2 separate regions of the Mus musculus genome follow, and region 1 is linked to region 2. The links are chromatin contacts, called in public Hi-C maps. All regions are on one chromosome and are shown on one strand. Each heading gives the region's core, a stretch centred on a gene start, on an enhancer-like site or on the middle of the called end of the contact. The rest is flanking DNA. Distances are from core to core; before and after follow the strand shown. Region 1 overlaps Opcml (opioid binding protein/cell adhesion molecule-like). Region 2 overlaps Opcml (opioid binding protein/cell adhesion molecule-like).

What was found. A called contact is a pair of places that touch in the nucleus more often than the background predicts.
Region 1: a contact with region 2 is called in a Hi-C map of cerebellar granule neurons, with 3 times the contacts expected there. The contact joins two enhancer-like sites. A contact is called at or near these places in 6 of 484 Hi-C or Micro-C datasets (brain, cerebellar granule neurons, cerebellum and 1 more) and 3 of 115 datasets of contacts at active chromatin or transcription factors (SST interneurons, embryonic stem cells and fibro-adipogenic progenitors).

What each region holds. Positions count from the first base shown.
Region 1 is chr9:28,617,408-28,620,107 of GRCm38.p6, reverse strand. All of the region lies in intron 2 of Opcml (opioid binding protein/cell adhesion molecule-like), which reads right to left. Among named protein-coding and RNA genes, the nearest start is that of Gm39313, 220 kb to the right of the region's middle. Within about 2 kb of position 1,412, at least 6 of the 459 cell types and tissues checked have an H3K27ac peak or open chromatin away from gene starts, as enhancers often do. A contact at or near this core is called in cerebellar granule neurons, where this site is marked.
Region 2 is chr9:28,404,619-28,407,318 of GRCm38.p6, reverse strand. The region is part of intron 2 of Opcml (opioid binding protein/cell adhesion molecule-like); the gene reads right to left. Among named protein-coding and RNA genes, the nearest start is that of Gm39313, 9.8 kb to the right of the region's middle. Within about 2 kb of position 1,273, at least 6 of the 459 cell types and tissues checked have an H3K27ac peak or open chromatin away from gene starts, as enhancers often do. A contact at or near this core is called in cerebellar granule neurons, where this site is marked.

The DNA.
Region 1 (2,700 bases), core at 163-2,662, 210 kb before region 2:
CATCCTCTGGATGGTGGGAGAAATGTTCTCTCCATCCAGAGATGAAGCAGAAGACCTGAAGTCAAGCAAGAAATAACCTGAGTCCTTGTCAGAGGCTTTGTTTTTCTTGAGGAGCATCTTTGTATCATAGCATTAGCATGGCATGCTATACAGCAATGGTTCTCAACCTGTAGGCTGCAACCCCTTTGGAGACCACATATCAGATATCCTGCATATCATATATGCTCACTATGATTCAAAACAGTAGTGAAATTATAGTTACAAAGTAGCAACAAAGTAATTTTATGGTTGAGGGTCACTACAACGTGAAAAATTATATTAAAGAATTATTGCATTAGGAAAGTTGTGAACCACTGACAGAGAGATTTCATTCTAAGTCATTGGAAGAGTGTGTTTGTGGACTTGGAGGCACTATTTTCTCTGCCACATATACCCCTTCACCCACTTCCTCTGGATGTGGCTTGGTCCTCTGCCTCTGCCTCTGCCATCTTAGAAGACCCCACTTTCCAATGGGCAGTAGAACAGCCACAACGTTGTTTATTATAATTCCTAGCACTATATATTGGCTTACATTATGATATCTACAACTTTTAAAATTGGGATAAATTCTTTTATGATTAAGAGTAGCATTTTCAAACCTTTTTTTATTGTAAAAGTAAAGAGCTAAATTAGGTTTCAAGTTGACTATTTAGACATATAAAATAAATTGCAGCATATTATAAATTCTGAAGCACTATAGGGGATGCTTTTAATTATTGCACATTGATGCATCTTCCTGATGAGAGAAAATCCTCTAAATGAGGCATCTGAGAGAACATAATCCCCCACTAGTAAATTTATGTCACCCTACTCCCCTAGCTTCTTTTCAAACAACCCTGGTGGCATACCTGGATGGAGCCCTATCTTTTTTTTTTTAACATTTATTTTATTTATATGAGTACACTGTAGCTGACCTCAGAAGCACCAGAAGTGGGCATCAGATCCATTACAGATGGTTGTGAGCCACCATGTTGTTGCTGGGAATTGAACTCAGAACCTCTGGAAGAATAGTCAGTGCTCTTAACCGCTGAGCCATCTATCCAGCCCTGATAGAACCCTATCTTTTGGCAGTCTTATGATCCATCTAAATGGGCTGAATATTCCTGTGCTCCCTATGGCCTGGGATATTAATGACCTCACTGTGCATGACAGCTAGTGGGAACCACATGAGAACCAGTTTAGTAACCAAAACTCCTGGGTCCTTATTTACTTTCCCTTAACCCAGGGCTTACTCTTTACCAACTGGCAAGAAGGGTGATAGAATGTGAAGAGGACAGAGTCTCAGTGAAAAGGAAGTCATCATCTACCAGACCAAAAATATCCTGTTTTCACTGTTCTGGGAAGATGACCATTTGGACATATGCCTCAGACTCCTTGCATGCTGTGGGAGGAAGTGAGAAGCCAAGACTCATGCTTCTGGCTCTGTATACTCAGCATCTTCCTAAGACAGGCAATTCTGTGGAGAAATTAGAGGTTCTTAGAGCAGAGCTCTAGACAAGACCCCGACTGGCAACTTCTGATAAGGCTCTGGTGTGTTCCTGGCCTGAACAAGGGGCTGGAAAGATCTCTAAAATACACCTTTCCATTCAGTCAGAGGCAGTGTCATTCTCCTTTGGAAGAACAGAAGGCTTTTGAATAAGACAGAGAACTAGACCATTATCCATGTGCTGTGAAGCCATGAATCCTGGCAAAGGGTTCGCTTGTACCTTTGCTTTGGCTGGTATTGGAAAAGGCACAGTAACATCTTGACCTCCAGAATTTGGAACTGTCTGGAAGAATGAGACAGTGACCAGAGGTCACATGCCACATGAACTCTGTTCCAAATGTAAGGGCTCATTTTTTCTTAGCTACAATGAAATTGTTCCTACTCTATTATTGCTACTATAAAAACAGTAATATGGCAGAGCTACAAACCGAAGGGTTGTTTGTATGTTCTGCCATATTTGCACCATAAGAGGACCCAGAAGGGCATCTGAGAAAACATAATCTCCTGTTCACTTCCACCTGGTAGGTTCTTTCTCATACCTTCAACCCTCAGATAAATAACCATCCCAACTCTAAATCTACCCATGGAGAGTCCAGAAGGGGCAGAGAGTGAGTCACCTGCTCAGAAATCAGTTCGAATGGAAATAAAATGCTGAAAATGTTGTCTCCTTCTAAACAAAGGTCTGTCAGGGCTCTCTTCCAACATCACCAGATGGTACTGAAGAAACAGGGTCCAGGTTCATACACAGATGAGCTCTCTTGGGGGAAGACAAATTCTAGCCAGGAATGGTCATTTGCCCTGTCATAGATACTTCTAGAAAGGTCTGAGTTGAGTCCATGCAATGACTACTGTGGTGAACACACTGAAACTGTCCAACCATCTAGATATATGACTCTCTATTCTCTCTGCATGTACTGAAGTGGAGGCATAGCTCAGAGTGAAGATGTGTATCACAGAACACAAATAACTTCACAGAATGAAGAGATGTCAATTCCTGAGTCTGCTAGATTTTATATGCCAACTTCAAGGGAATCCAGCCCATGAGAGAGACATTGATCAGCCCATGTTTTAGAGGAGCTGATGATCAAGTCCTGAGTCATATAAATAGTTTAAATATGCAATAGATGGCCTGTCTGGAGCCACCAGCTAGCCTGCCTTGGCCACGCCTTGAAGGG
Region 2 (2,700 bases), core at 24-2,523:
CAGGGATGATAATATGGCCTCATTTATATAAAATGAGTTTTTATCTATACTGAAAACTTCAGTCTTCTGTAGCATGCTGTAGCACGTCACTTCCTAAGGTCTCTCAGCACAATCAAGGGCCTGTCAAAACAAAACTGATCTCCCACAGGAAGCAATTGTCCTCTCTGAGCTGGGGAAATTTTCACAGGGAATTGAGTGTGTACACAAGCTTAGGATATCTTGGCTTTACCTTCTGGTCTCTGCTCCTTGCCTGACTTTGTTCAGGATTTAGGAACTAAGAGGTCATGTGACCTGGAACAGACACCTTCAAGGGGGTTTACTAATTCTGATAGGTGTATCATTTAACTCGTTGATACATTCGGAACACTAACTTCCCAAGAAATAAACCCCTAATGAACTCTTTCAAGGAGTCATAAAAGTCATTTTACATAGAGCTATAAGGCTATAGGAAAATCTATAAGGCTATAGCACTACTCTTATCTAGCATGCATAAGGCCTTGAGTTTGATCCCCAGTATTGCAAAAAATGAAGAGGTAAAATGAATTGTAAGTTTTAGAAAACAAAAATACTACCAAAAACCATATGATAGATTTCCCTGAGGCCAAGACTGTGGGTTTCCCCTTACTGAGAACATGGCCTCTCAGTGAAACAACTGAGTACCTCGTCTTACTGATAAGAAAGGAACACAGCTCATAGAACAGATTAGTAGACAAGGAAAAAGAGAGAGGTTGAAAGCTGAGCTGCAGAAATCTGCATGGACTGTTTATGTTCTTTCAAGAAATGTTGAGGTAGTAGCAAGCTATTTTAGCATAGAGAATAGTAAGAATTAATGATGGTGGGAAGAAGTGAAGGAGACCATAGGTAACAAGAAAAGAGTGTCCGGTGGAGGCACCTTGTAAGATTAGAGCAATGGAAGAGAAGATTACACGAGGTAAAATCTGTAGAGGAGATCCAGAGAGTAATAGGTGGGCACAGGGATAGGTTTGTCTATAGCAGGGGAAAGGGGCAGAAGAGAGAAGAGAGACAAAATCAACATGGCTTGTGCTGACTTTTAAAAGTCAGCTACCACAACGGTCAGGTAAGCAGCAGCAGTCATAGTTGAACATACACATTGTTGTTTCCACAAAGCATGAAAAGCAACCATTCAGCTTTTCCTTTTTTATTCCCCTTTCCCATTACCAAGCCCAGCTGTTAAACATTAGAATTGAAGATCATGAAAACAGGCCAGTAGCTAATAAGAGAGAGAGAGAGAGAGAGAGAGAGAGAGAGAGAGAGATTGAAGCTTGAAGCTCGCCCTCTGCTGGTAGAACTGTCTTACTGCACCCAGAAGGCAGAAGCTCAAGTTTCTAAGTTTTTTATTTAATTTTCAGGGACAGGAAGGAGGAGGACAGCAGAATTTGTAAATTTATTAGTGATATCCCCCTTGTTTATGAAACAATTCATTGCCTCTAACAAAAGACTGAAAGAACAAGAGGTATTTGGCAGTGTTGAAACTCTTTTGCCACTACTACTACTATCCACATTTCCTGGGTTCACATACACTGCGGTTAGATGCTTTTGGCACCTTTGAACCACCAGTCCCCTGCAAAAGTGAAGTCCCACAAATCATACCTCAAAGAGCAGACCTGGAACTTTCCTTGAAGCAACACAATAAGGATAAGGCACTCTCATCCACTACAAGCTAAGGGGTGCTCAAAAGATGAGAAGCACTTGTAACTCATGCTGTCTTTAGGACCATGCAGGTCAAGAAGACAGGACTTTGGGATCTTTCACTAGCTGAAAAGATGATTTACCTACGAACCTCCCAAGGCAGAAGGGATCCAAATTTAACCCTAGGGTTCATGTGAAAAGATTTCTTCCTCTGGGAGATATCTGTGTGTGTTGGAAGGACTCCACAAGGAAAAGCACAGAGAACAGGAAGAAGGAAATCCCACCCTCAATATCTCCTTGTAGAAGCCAGGCATTCTGGCTGCAGAATCTGGGTCAGAATATTTTATTTTCACTATAACCATCAAAGTCATAGGCAGGGCAAACACATTCACCCTGTGTACACTGAGACATACTTAAGCTGGGATGTCCCTGAATCTGTCTCCTAGGACCAGAACTGCCTCATTAAAGGGATAAAAGATGATATCTGCTGAGCTCGTGGAAAGTGGTGGCTGCATTTTTATTAAAGTCTCTGCTGCAGCAGGCCCAGTCCCCAAAGGTTCATATTCCAAGCATCTCCACCCCTCTGCCTGGAGCATGGAAGTGATTCTCTGTAACTCATTAAGCTAAAACAAAAAGCTTCCCTATTGTGCTTCTCACACAGGAATGATGTCGGTGCATAAAAGCTACATGCTTGCTCTTCTTGGTCCCAGCCCATAAAAACACAAAGGCCTCATAATTTGCATCAGGGCCCAAGTGCACCGCACAGGGTTAGACTGAGGGGCTGTGTCTTCCTAAGACTCATAAAAAGTCGTGCCCTGGCACAGGAAATCTAAAGCCTTCAATTGTGAAATAGCCCCAACACACGCTGCCATCACAGATGGTTAGCTGAGGGCGATCCTGTGTCATCACATCCTCCTGGCCTGGAAGAAAAATCCAAGGGTATTTAGTTAACTACGCAGTGTCTCGTCCGGGTGTGAAACTTGCCATCCCATTGCTCCATGAATATATGACATCCCAAGTGTAGACTTTAACATTGCCTGTAAGACTGCA